Regions from separate parts of the Rattus norvegicus genome. Here region 2 is linked to region 1. The links are chromatin contacts, called in public Hi-C maps. All regions are on one chromosome and are shown on one strand. The core of a region is the stretch at or near the end of the contact, and the rest is flanking DNA. Distances in the headings are between cores, read along the strand shown. Region 1 overlaps Gpr176 (G protein-coupled receptor 176). Region 2 overlaps Eif2ak4 (eukaryotic translation initiation factor 2 alpha kinase 4).

Region 1 (6,496 bases), core at 2,931-5,430:
CAAAAACAGTAATAAAGATACTAGACCTCACAGAACTGTACTAAGTAAGCAGCGAATCTCAGCCTCCCAAAGGGAGAAAAGGATAAGATGATTTCACACCAGTGACTTCAAAGTCCAATCAGCGGCCAAGGAACATATTGGACGAGATTATATTAGACAGTCATTCCATATGGCAGTGTCTGTGTCCTAAGCCCTTATCAGGAAACATCTTGGAGTACTCAGAGGCTTCGTATCAGTTTTAAATGGTATTTCAAAGATGGTATGCACAAAATATTCTCCCTATGAACTTTCTGAATTTTTTCAAAAACAAGTATAAAATGACACCTTTCAGGATGGAGTTGATTTGTTTTGCAGCAAACGGATTTGTTTTTAAGACAAAGCCATCAAAGCCTTTCTCAAAGCTACATTCCTCAAATAAAGCAGATAAAAATCACTTCCAAGAAATTAAGGGAGCAAGCCACACAGTCAAAGGCAGTATCCTCAGAGGATAATCCAACTGTGGGAATGCACTGGGAAACTAGCAACATTATTAGTGGCCCTGTGGGATAACTTGTATACACAGCACGAAACATGGGAAATCGTGTACTTACAGGCACATGTATTCTGCTTTTCCCAGGGTGAAATCAAAGGCCTGTAGAGTATGCATACCAGTCCGCATTAGAGTGCAACATGTCTGAGAGAGAGGTAGTTAAAGACTCTTGGTTCTATTACCAATAAACCAAGGGAAAGGAAAAAAATTCCACTCAGCGTTCTTTTGCAAGCAGTAATATAAACTGGAAACCGAGTATTGATGTCAGTGCCAACGGAGTAACCATCTCTATTGGCAGAGAGCCATAAAGCTACCGCACAGACAGAGGGAGTTTTCCACTGACCCCAAAACATTCACTTCTTCATTCACCCAAATATATGAAACACAACTATATGGCCCCTGCTATTAACGCAAGGTTGCAGAAAAGAAATTTAAGGGTAAATATGAGAAAATCATAGCCACTAGGTATTGTCTCTGCATGCTCTACAAAGAGGTAGAGGCCATTAGAGCGACTATGTCCCCGGACTCTGTAGAGGCTGGTGTGGCAAGCCCCAGGCTCAGGGTGTCACTAGATCCCCAGCAAGAGGAAAGCTCCCTTTTGATTCCCTTGTCCCTCCTGCTCCACAGGTCTGGTCAGGGATCACACATGGCTTGTCTTGGCAATGGCCCCCTTAGCCCTCCATGAGCCCCACCACCACAAAAAAATGACTAAATGAGAAGTGAGACGAACACAATGCTGTCCCCTTTGGTTCATAATGGGAAGGGGCAGAGCCATGGTTTCTAGGAGGAAGTGCCAGGGTGTAATTAGCCTCTTGATATTTCTGAACCCCTCTCTCTTCCGGGACTAAGACGCCTGTGTTAAATATTAAGAATAAGCACAGAAACCTTTGAAAGGACTGACCAGCAAGTTCAGGGAGACGCTTGCAGATGCACAGACTTCGCGTGGGTGGAACACTTGCCATTGCTAACACAAGTCCAGCATGAATTATGCACACTCCTCACACTGGTGGAGTTGCCATGTATTTATCACCAGCCCTAAGACACTGCAATTAGGAAGAGGTAGTTTCCACTTTTTGTAAAGGGAAGAAAAGAAGCCCAGTGGATATGGGTTTCTTTCTTAATAGCAAAATTTAGTGAAAAAGTAGATGTTTCATTTAGAATTTGCGATCAGTAGCTTTCAGTTATTTACCATTAGCATTTCAGGCATTCTTTTGTTTTCTAAAAGAAAAAGACCATTTTACTGAGATATGATTGATGCCCATACAAATCATATTTGATTTATACACATCAGTGAACCTGACATTTAAAGCCATTCCCACCATCAAATGTGTGAGCGTTCTCAGCGTCCTCCCATCTCTTACGATCCATGCTTCTCTCGGGTTTGGTTTTACCTACTTCATGGTGCCGGACTTAGAGACTGTGACCAAGCAAGCACGCCCCACTGAGATCTACCGAGCGTGCTTTTTATTTCCAAAAGTGTTCACTTTTACACGTTCGGCTCTGCTGGTGAGATGCTCAACAGGCAGAGGCTTTGGCCACTGAGCCTGATGAACTGAGTCCCATCCCCAGGGACACGAAATGGAAGGAAAAATGTTCACAAGTTATCTTCTGATCTCCACATGCATATCATGGTACCTGGGTATAGACAGACAGACAGACAAACACACACACACACACACACACAGAGGATAAGCAAAAACATAAATAAGTATAATTATAAATATAATTAAGTGTAATAAATACAATTAAAACTTTCTAAATGGCCATTGTTTTTTAATGCTCACCTCAATTATGGTGTGCTCATTGACGAAGTGTCCTGGATAGTGTGTGGTTGCTAAACACCTGAGAACATCAAGGCATAGAAATAAAGACTGTCTAGAATATTCTGTGTGATATTTAGGAGATTATTCTTTTCCTCCTCTGAACATAAAGCCCTAAAACATTCTCTCATAAGTACTCTTCCTTTTTTTTTCACTTGACGAAAGAACAATCTAGTTATCTGTAATGGTAAAATCCAGAAGACATTTAAAAATGGCCAAAGAAAACAGAGTCTGTGATGGCTATAAAATTCCTAAAATAAGTCTTTGCTCTAACCACTCTAATTTACTGCTTACTGAATCCAGTTAGAGAAAACCTCCTCAATGGAACTGCCTCCGATAAGGATCTATAGCTGGGCATAATCCAACACCTCTGGCTGAGAGCAGGGAAAAAGAGGTCAAACACTCCTGTGGCGGCGGTCACCAGGTTGTGCCCACAAAGCCTCCTGTCTAGGTGTAGGAAAATCTCTCTGAACTCGCATCCTTCAAAGGAGTCATGCCAACTTGTTGGCTCCTGCCTTGACCGACTTTGGGTGTGATCCTCCCTCACACAGAGCAGTAAACAGTGTAGATGATGACGTCACTGTGTTAAACACTGCCTGGTGCAGCAACCTTTGGCGAGATTTTATGCCCCAGTGTCCTGTAGTTCCAACAAAGAAAGCACAGAAGACGGGAATCTCTCCATAGCAAAAATGTCTAACTCCAACTACAACATCGCACACTATAATTACACACACCTAGTAATACGTGCACATACATTATATTATATATTAATTAACATTATACACACACACACACACACACACATATATATATATATATATATATATATATATATATATATATTATTCCACTTAAGTAATAGCTTCTGAAAGGTACATTTGACTCTGGGTCAGAAAAACAACAGATCAAAATAATGAAGGTTAATCTGTTACATAAACCAAACTCCAGAGTTTGAGGAAGTTACGCAAAGATGACATTAAGGAAGGGCCAAGACTTGTAACGTCATAGTCCGCCCATCCCTCACATAACTGCAAGGCAAACTGCCCACCCTTAGGATCCAACTTCCAGGCAGGAAAGTCAAAGACCAAAGGCAGCTCTCAGCTTAGTCCACCCCTCCCGCCTTACAGCACATCAGGGCTTTATTCAGGGGCACCTGCATTTACGCTTGTTGCTGGCACTGCTGCCCCTATCTGCAAAGGAGTCTGGGGGATATTTTCATCTGGGCACTTTGTTGATAAAGGCAGAGGCAGGACCCTTTAGGAAAGAAAGGAGAAGAGGGATACCTCAAAGGCTGCCACACTAATAGTGACATTACCAGTTTTGCGTAAGTCCTAGGAATCAGAACCCCACGGACTCAAACCTCAGGACTCAAACCTCAGACTGTCTGCTCATGTCAGCAGTTGTTTTGCTTCCAAGAAATTGCTTTAAACTCCCCCATCCTTTAACCCTGTATTATCCTTCTTGTAATAAAATGCCCCGACAATGGCAATTTAAGAGAGGAAGCGTTTGTTTGGGCTCAGAGTTCAATGGTAGATTCCAGCACGGCAAGCGGGTTGCTATGGGTCACATTGCAACAGCAGTCAGGAGGGAAAGAGCGATGCGTGTCTGTGCTCAGCTCAGCTCCTGCCTTTTCAAAAGTCCAGAACCCAAACTCCTGGGTTGGTGTCACCAGCCTCAGGTAACCTAATATGCATAATCCCTCCTGAGCATGCTCAGAGACATCCTAGAGATTCTAGATCCGGTCAAATCAACAACAGAAACTCTCACGACAATCAAACCTATTCTTTACGAGTGACTCAGACCACCCCCTTCCCCTAACTGGAGTGACCAGACAATCTGAAATGCCATGTAGCTGAAGTCAGAGGTTCTGCGACTCATTGGTGGCTTCCTTTGGGAGAACAAAGCACTGCCCTTTTTCTGCAAGTTCCTCAGTAAGAATCGTGTGGGTGCTCTTTTTGAAAGCCAAAATGGTTTTCAAAGCATATCAGGTTAAGAAAGGATTAAAAAAACAGAATAGGAATTCAAAATATATACAAACCCAGCCCCACCTCTACGAGCCAGGGCAGCTTTCCACACATTAATTAATTGAATCATTTGTGTGTCTCCAAAGTAAATGAGAGACAAATCTTCCAATTAATTAAGTGTGGCACATTTATCACAGGACTTGATAATTACAGCACACCTGCCCTCACAGGCACTGAGGGCAATCCCCTGGCTTAGATTAATTCAGCCACACAGGGACCCTCTTTTAATAGGAGATGGCTCACTGTTGTAGAACAAAATGCAGACAGGAAAACATGGTCTCAGGTTGAGTGACAGTTCTTAGCAAACCCCCTGCTTCCTCAGAAGAACACAACACATACATGTCTTCAGAAATGGGAATGTTAGGTTTTGTCTGGCCAAGAACTGTGGGACTCAGCAGAGAATTTACAAAGATTCTTCCCTCCTGTTGGGATGGCAGGTCAAGGAGAAGCAGATCCTCACCTGAAAGTGAGGATCAGGGAACTCCCTCCAGCCTGACATGTGTGCTATTAGCCCGCATCTACTGCCCCCATCTTGACTTTCAGAAATGACAACACTGAACCCAAACAAGGCCACCATGCTGTTTTTCCCTCAAGGGCACACCAAGGCCAGCTGAAGAAACCACACTTGGCACACAAACACTGGAGTGACAAGAAAGGAGTCACAGGGACAGAAAATGTTTATTTATCCTGATCATTTTTGTCCGTTCTTATGCAAATGCCCGAGTCTCTTAAAATAATACACTTCAACAACTAAAAACAAAATAATTACCTCTATTTTCATCTGTAATGACAAACAGACCAAGCCTGCTATCTGCTAAATTTCACATCACAGAGATGCTTGGGAAGGGGTTTTATCCTACTGCCCACTAAGATTGTATGGCCATTCTAACTTCAGTAGAAAAGTTGGCTTACAGCGATCATTCTCAGTCTGTCCTGGTGGAATATAGCTTGTGACCCTGGAGAAGTCTAAAGAATTCCTAAAATTTTAAGAGTCTACACCAGTGGTCCTCGAACCCTGTGATGCCTATGAATCCCCTGTGAAACTTATTTGAGACGCACTTTGGAGAGCTTCATAGGTGGTTGCAGACACAATAATTTATATTGAATAGTCAGAGGATTCACAGGCAATTTCTGAGGGGGTCCTTGTCCCAGAAAGGGGCCTTCATTTTCTTCATTCAGATAAGCATAGAACAGTCTCATTTTTTTTCCTTTTTCTTTTTTTTGTTTTCGGAGCTGGGGACCGAACCCAGGGCCTTGCGCTTCCTAGGCAAGCGCTCTACCACTGAGCTAAATCCCCAACCCGGTGAACAGTCTCAATTTAAATTCTAATCCAGCATCCTGTGTATGTGTGTCCATTCTAGCAAGGATTAAGGTGGCCAAGCTATGAAGGAGTTCCCTCCAAACACAGGGAGGAGCTGCTGCGTGGGTCAGCTGTGTGAGGTAGTGGTGCTAAGGTCACAGCGGCATTAGATATTATGAGCAGACGAATCATTCATTCCACAAATAAAAACCAGCAGGGGCAATGGCTCCTGCAAGCTCTGGAACCTATACTAAGTCCCTGCAGCACCCAGCAGTGGATTTCTTCTTGTCTGCTCTTTACATGTATTTCTTTTATTTTGTGTGAGTGTGTGGGTAAGCCATGTCTCACGCATGTGCAGGCCAGAGGACAACCTGTGGGACTCCGCTCTCCCCTCCCACCATGTGGGTTCCAGAGACTGTATTCAGATTGTCAGGCTTGGCAGCAGGCACCTCACTAGCACCCCAAACACTATGCCCCTTTCTCCCTGCACTTGCTTATCTAAAGTTTCTGAATTTACTGAAAATACACCTCCTTCCTAGAGAAAATCTTACCCGAAATCACACCAGCTATTAGTAAACCTGACACAGTAACCATTACAACCTTAGTACACACACACACTCATACACACACACACACACACACACACCACATACACAACCTTATTACAAGGAAGTATGGCCAAAGACAGCAGAATATGTGCTTCCAAACACATATTTTGACCTGAAGACAGTTGAAGCAAAGCAATAAAAGCTCTTTGCCCTCCACCAGCCTAAAATCAGGACATAAAGTTATAATGTTTTCCTTCCTGTCTCCGTAGAAGGCT
Region 2 (6,496 bases), core at 1,546-4,045, 84 kb after region 1:
AAGTAAAATGAAAATTATTTATTTTCTCCTTTTTCTATTATCATCTTTAATGGCAACAGAGAATTTTGTACAACAGGGTTTGATGTTAGAGCAGTTTGGGTCCCCAGGGGAAACATGCCCGCTAGCTAACCAAGCGCACCGCTTTTTAGCCTTGGCTGTCATTCTGGTTCTTTCCTCTAAAGCATTGGGCACTTGGCTCTGCCGAGCATATACAGAGTTTGTGCCTCTAATGAAGCCACTTTTCAAATTAGACTACAGGCTGTTGCACTGTGCACACTAATCTATATTAGTGGAATGGTAGGGCAGGTGTGGTCCACAAAGGTAGGCCACGAAGAAGAGCAGCACTGTAGGTCCAGTAAGGTGCTATTCTCTGTGTCTCACTCGATGTTAAATCTCATCATCGGTTCAGAACTTTCTACAGTAATCAAGATGTGAAGGATCAGATTGTATTGGTTAATTATTAAAAATCACTAACAAACGGACAGGTATTGCAGTGAATGATTCTTTTCATAGTTAGCATGTAATACACACACACACACTCACACACACACACACACACACACACACACACACACACACACTTTACAAGATGTGATGAGCTTTTCTGTCTCTCTGCAGGCAGCGATGAGCAGCTGGGGAAGGTGGTATACAATGCATTGGAAACAGCCACGGGCAGCTTTGTCTTGTTGTATGAGTGGGTCCTTCAGTGGCAGAAAAAGATGGGCCCTTGCCTTACCAGTCAAGAGAAAGAGAAGATCGATAAATGTAAAAAGCAGGTAGGCTCACTGGGCGTGATGGTGCGCAGTACTCGGGAACCAGAGTGGGAAGAGCAGATCCAGGTGATCCTGAGCTACACAGCAAGCTTGAGGCCAGCCTGGGCTACATAAGCCCTTGTCTTAGATGCAAAAATGAAAGAAAAATGTCAGTATGTTTGTCATCGCTGTCCAGAAGCCCAGTCGCAAGCTGTAGATGATGAAGCAAAAGCCTGCTCCCACTGGCTCCCACAGATGGTCCACAGTGAGGACCACGGGACCCTTGCCTTCACCAGCCTCAGCTCTGTTCCCACTTCTGTACCCCACCCCAGCCTCACACCCTCCTGTCTTCCGTGACCTACCTTACAGGGGCTGGTTACCACCTCGTAGCTGTGCTGTTTGCAGCTATTTGTTTTGTCTGCTCTTCTGAGATGTTTAAAGCTGACCTCTGAGGGATCAGAGGGATTTTTTCTTTTGTTTCTCTGCAGTGTTATTAATGAGAAAGGAATTTTTGTGAATTGATAATGCTGAACTCAGGGGAGCACTTAACATTGTATTTAGCCTTGGCCTAATAAAGAGGTTAGAAAGCAGCCAAAGCAAGAGACCTTTACAGCACACCATAATCAATGGTTAGTTTTGGATGGTGATCATATAAATAAGTCTGAGGATTTTTTCCCTTTGTATTATATTTAAATTTACATTTTTCAGTACTGGGAATTAAACCTAAGCTCTCTTGCCTGCTGGATAGATGCTCTACCAATTGAACTACACATTCATCCCCTGGAATTTAATCCATTTTACAATGATTCTTAGTATAATCAGAAAACTATTTTAAATATGTTTCTTTTTTTCTGCTTTTTTTTATCACACACATATCCAAAAAGTTTGATTTTTAAAAGCAACTCAGCAATTTTATGGTATTTGGATACCCCATTTTGACATTGAAGTTGGTAATTAGCTAAAATTTCTTGCATTTTTGTACACTATCAGGTCGATTTATCAGTTTAGGGAAAGATTCAGGCTATTATTTTCTCATCTTTGAAACTATATTTTCCATCTCACACCATACTTTTGGAGTGAAACACTAGCTAACGTCATTTGCCTAATATCCTTCTCAGATTCAAGGAGCAGAAACAGAATTCAGCTCCCTAGTGAAACTGAGCCATCCAAACATTGTCCGCTACTTTGCGATGAACTCCAGAGAGGAGAAGGATTCCATTGTGGTCGACATTCTGGCAGAACACATCAGTGGGATCTCTCTCGCTGCACACCTGAGCCACTCAGGCCCTGTGCCCATGCACCAGCTGCGCAAATACACAGCGCAGCTCCTGGCGGGCCTGGACTACCTGCACCGCAACTCGGTGGTGCACAAGGTGCTGAGCACCGCCAGCGTCTTGGTGGATGCTGAGGGCACCGTCAAGATAACAGACTACAGCATCTCTAAGCGCCTGGCAGACATTTGCAAGGAGGATGTTTTTGAGCAAACTCGAGTTCGCTTTAGTGACAGTGCTCTGCCTTATAAAACCGGGAAGAAAGGGGATGTGTGGCGTCTTGGCCTCCTGCTGTTGTCTCTTAGCCAAGGTCAGGAGTGTGAGGAGTATCCTGTGACCATCCCCAGTGATCTGCCAGCTGACTTCCAGGACTTCCTGAAGAAGTGAGTGTCACGGTTTGTTCCTGCTTTCCTCCTGTACGGGAGAGGATGAGGGAGAGGATGAGACTGAGGAAGGGAGCCGAACGGGGAGGCTGAACGGGGAGGCCGAGATGTGAGGAAGGGAGCCAGGGCAAATCTTTGCCCAGACTCGTGTTCTCTTTCCTCAGTACAGCCTTCCACCTTGAGTTTAATAACTGATACTCAAACTACTTTTGGGAGACTGCCTAGAATAGAATTTTTTTTCCCATTCCTATCTATCCCAGAAGGGTTGGCAGTGATAAGAAGTGCCCTGGATGTGGTAGACTTTCTCCATCACTTTGCTGCTGAGTCCTAGGAGACCAAAGAGAAAGCCTCAGGAAACCAGTTGAGAAGTGTGGTTCTGCCCTCTTTCTTCCTGACTGCTCCTCCATTGGCTGTCTCACTCAGCCAGGTCAGAGGATCAAACCACTGCCTGTTTCTAGACAGAGGATTTTCCACATTTGTGAATCATAAGTACATAATCATTACAAAGCCAGCTTTTTAAAAAGTGAGTGTGTATGTGTGTGTGTGTGTGCGTGTGTGTGTGTCTGTGTGTGTGTGTCTGTGCGTGTGTGTCTGTCTGTGTATGTGTGTGTGTGTGTGTCTGTGTGTGTGTATGTGTGTCTGTGTCTCCATGTCTGTGAAAGCAAGAACACATTGACATGTTTGTGGAGGTGAGGGAGCAGCTTTCTGGGGTCTATGCTCTCCTTCCACTGTGGGCTTTAGGGATCCCACTCAGATTGTCAGATCATCAGACTTGTGGAGCAACCACCTTCTCCACTGCATCTCGCTGGCCCCCAGCCAGGCTCTGTCCAGCTTGAGGGAGTCATTAATAAAGATACTTTCCTTGTCCTAAACTATTTGTCCAGGTCTTTCCCCTCAGTAGTCTCTGCCTTAACCCTGAATGTTCTCAGTCTAAGCCGGCACTGCCCCTCAGTCTCTAATAATATGAGCATTCACTTGTTTCCGGCACCCCTCTGGAGCAGCCTCCTGCAGACCTGCCCTGCGCTGTTCCTCCTTCCGCACTCTGTCTGCCTCACCTTCGTTTCCCTAGTCACTCACTTTCAGTCTCTTCCTCTTCTCTCTTGCCTTCACATCTCTTTGCTGTGACCTGACCATAGCGATCCCTGTCACCCACTAGTTCACTGGCCACATGTATGGCAGTCTCTGCATTTGAGCAGTCCCTCTGCCACACATCAGAGCTTCATCAGTGGTGGACTGACTGCACAGGGTTGGCAGCCACCTAAGACTGGCTGTGACATTGGAGCTGGGTTAGTTTATGCAGCACACACTGTGTTGATGATGTGTTTGTTCTCAGGCTGTGTCCTGTCTTTAAGCAGCATATAGCATTCAATGAGGTTATCGGTGTTTTGTTAAAAGTAGCCATCATGATACTTTCCTCATTTGAGGAAAGGGGCCAACTTTGAGTGTGTGTGCAACATTCTCTCCTTAAAATATATAAACCTTTAAAATTTTTTAACATTTAAAATTTATGTATTTTATGTATATGAGTACACTGTTGCTGTCTTCAGACACACCAGAAGAGGGCATCAAATCCCATTACAGATGGTTGTGAGCCACCATGTGGTTGCTGGGAATTGAACTCAGGACCTCTGGAAGAGCAGTCAGTGCTCTTAACCACTGAGCCCCCAAAATAGAATGCTAAAAAAAATGTATTTAAGCTCCCTAGGCCTACAATGAGGGTGGCTGAAGTGACAGATGGGATAATGAATTACTAGTGAAAAGTCTTATTTCCATCTTTCCCATGTCCCCTTGAACTCTTTACCCCGCTTCTCCTCTCACAGCCAGGCAGTGGGTCCAAGGGCTGAGACTTTCAAACAGCTTCCCTCTGTCACTTCTGAAGGTGAGATCTGAGGTTTGTTTTGACATTGTTAACATAGCTGTCATCTGGGATACTGTGTGCACACTTCCCTTCTGGGGTGGGGGCCTCTGGACTGCCTGGTTGAGGTGGGAAACATTTAGAGTGTTGGGTCGTTAGCCTTACTGTCCACCCCAGTTACCAAAATAAGCAAGTATTCACAAAAGCAGAGTGGACTCCATCTGTGATCCCCACCATATTTAGTTAACACCCTTGGGAAGCCATCTGTAAGGTGAGTCAGAGTTCAGGTGTTGGAGCCAGATGGCGGATCCTGGACTAACACAGTCCTGGTAGCTATAAATATCTGAAAATAGAAGTCATTCTCACTATGCGTTAGCTTTTTCTGATCCACATCTATTGTCACAGCAGTCACATTAATGTCACAGTTGAGTAAGAGTTATAGTGCTCTTCAGAATCTAATACAGCATGTGTAGAGTGTGTGTGTGTATGAGAGAGAGAGAGAGAGAGAGAGAGAGAGAGAGAGAGAGAGAGAGACTGAGAAATTGAGAAACAATCCTGACAGTAAGAGAATGCATCATAAATAAATTCTGGTAGGTGCCTGGCTCTCCAAGGGTTGAGAATTCACACCTCTCCTGCACTGCCACTGGCCCCTGTTGCACTCAGACTGCAGCTCTCATTGTTCTTGGCAGGAAGAACTGTGGAAAGTTCCAGGCCTGCCATCCCTTCCAGTCTCGAAGCTAAGGCTAGCATGGCCTCTGCTGCTGCTGGTAGCCACTCTACTGCCAAAATGTTGGGTTCTGAAAATATAATCCTGTCATGAAAGAGCTCCTCAAAGCTGCAGTTCACTCTCAGGAAGCTTTAAACCATTTTTGGTCCAGATCTGTTGTGTCAGTCACATTAATGCCACGGTGGTAGACTCAGAGATGACAGTGCACTTTAGAACTTAACAGAACATGTGTAGGCATGGTCAGTACAGTGGGTATGTAAAACTGGAAATAACCCCAATCAAACTAGAGAATGTATTAGGAAATCCCAGTGGGTCCAAGCTGATGTAGGAGTTTAGAAGGATGTTTATTGGCATATTTATTTTGACATGAGATTTTAAGACATGGCTGAAGGGCCGTGGCTAAAGGCAAATAAACTCAGTATCCTCCATAGCATTATGGTGGGTTGCTGTGCACTTGTAGACAGTATCAGAGAGGAAAGGGTTTGTAGTGATGCACATTAAGAAATTACGAGGGGGCTGGGGATTTAGCTCAGCGGTAGAGCTCAGCTCCGAAAAAAAAAAGAACCAAAAAAAAAAAGAAATTACGAGATAGCTGGGTGCTGGAAGGCAGCAGCAAGTGGATTTCACTGAGTTCAAGCCAGAGCAAGTTCTAGGATAGCCAGGGCTACACAGAGAGAAACCCTGTTTCAAAAGAGAACAAAACAAAACAAAACAAAAACCAAAGGAAAGAGGGACGGCAGGCGAGAGAGAACTCTATCATTTATTTATTCATCCCTTTGAGGCAGGGTCTCACTTTGTGGTTGTAGCTGGCCTTTCACTCACCTCACAGGCAGAGCAGGCTGGCCTGTCACCTGGCAGGCAGAGCAGACTGGCCTTGGGGCTTTGACGTTGTGGTTCAGATCCTCAGGTTCAAGACCGCTGTCTTGGAAGTCAGATTTATGTCGGGTCCTCGACAGTCGAGGTTCAGCAGGGCAGGCTACTAAGCGGCTAATGGAAGTGGCAATTCAAAGCTGGTTTCTATGGCCTGAGAGCATTTCAAATCATTTGTCCCTCTGTAGTTAACAAAGTGTAGTTGGTTTTTCTTTCCTCTTTTCAACTTGAATCCAGTCTACTGTAGAACATGCCAACCGTAAAGTGGTGTTTATTCATTTAAATTCATTTTTAAGTAAATTTTCTTCCAAAAGTAACATGAATTTGCTAATGTGTATTTAAAAAGAAAAGCAGAGTCATAGATAACTGGGTAGATGAACCAGAAAGGCATTTACGTTGTACACACTGAGATTCTCCCTCCCCCTCCGAGGTGTGTTTGCCTGGACGACAAGGAAAGGTGGAGCCCTCAACAGTTGCTGAAACACAGCTTTATAAACCCTCAGCCAAAAATGCCTTTGGTGGAGCAGAGTCCTGAAGGTGAGTTATTGCCTGCCTGCCTTTCATTGTTTTTGATAGGGTCCCACTGTGTAGTCCAGGCTAGACCTCTTGGTCCTCCTGCCTCTGCCTCCTGAGTGCTA

The links. A called contact is a pair of places that touch in the nucleus more often than the background predicts.
Region 2: a Hi-C map of the A7r5 cell line shows a contact between it and region 1, with 4 times the contacts expected there. The contact joins two enhancer-like sites. A contact is called at or near these places in 2 of 12 Hi-C or Micro-C datasets (the A7r5 cell line and the Rat2 cell line).

Annotation. Positions count from the first base shown.
Region 1 is chr3:125,756,386-125,762,881 of GRCr8, forward strand. All of the region lies in intron 1 of Gpr176 (G protein-coupled receptor 176), which reads right to left. Among named protein-coding and RNA genes, the nearest start is that of Gpr176, 32 kb to the right of the region's middle. Within about 2 kb of position 4,181, at least 11 of the 93 cell types and tissues checked have an H3K27ac peak or open chromatin away from gene starts, as enhancers often do. A contact at or near this core is called in the A7r5 cell line, where this site is marked.
Region 2 is chr3:125,841,481-125,847,976 of GRCr8, forward strand. It overlaps Eif2ak4 (eukaryotic translation initiation factor 2 alpha kinase 4), which reads left to right. Exons shown (of 39, transcript NM_001105744.2): 8 at 619-776; 9 at 1,871-2,406; 10 at 6,289-6,395. Among named protein-coding and RNA genes, the nearest start is that of Eif2ak4, 35 kb to the left of the region's middle. Within about 2 kb of position 2,796, at least 6 of the 93 cell types and tissues checked have an H3K27ac peak or open chromatin away from gene starts, as enhancers often do. A contact at or near this core is called in the A7r5 cell line, where this site is marked.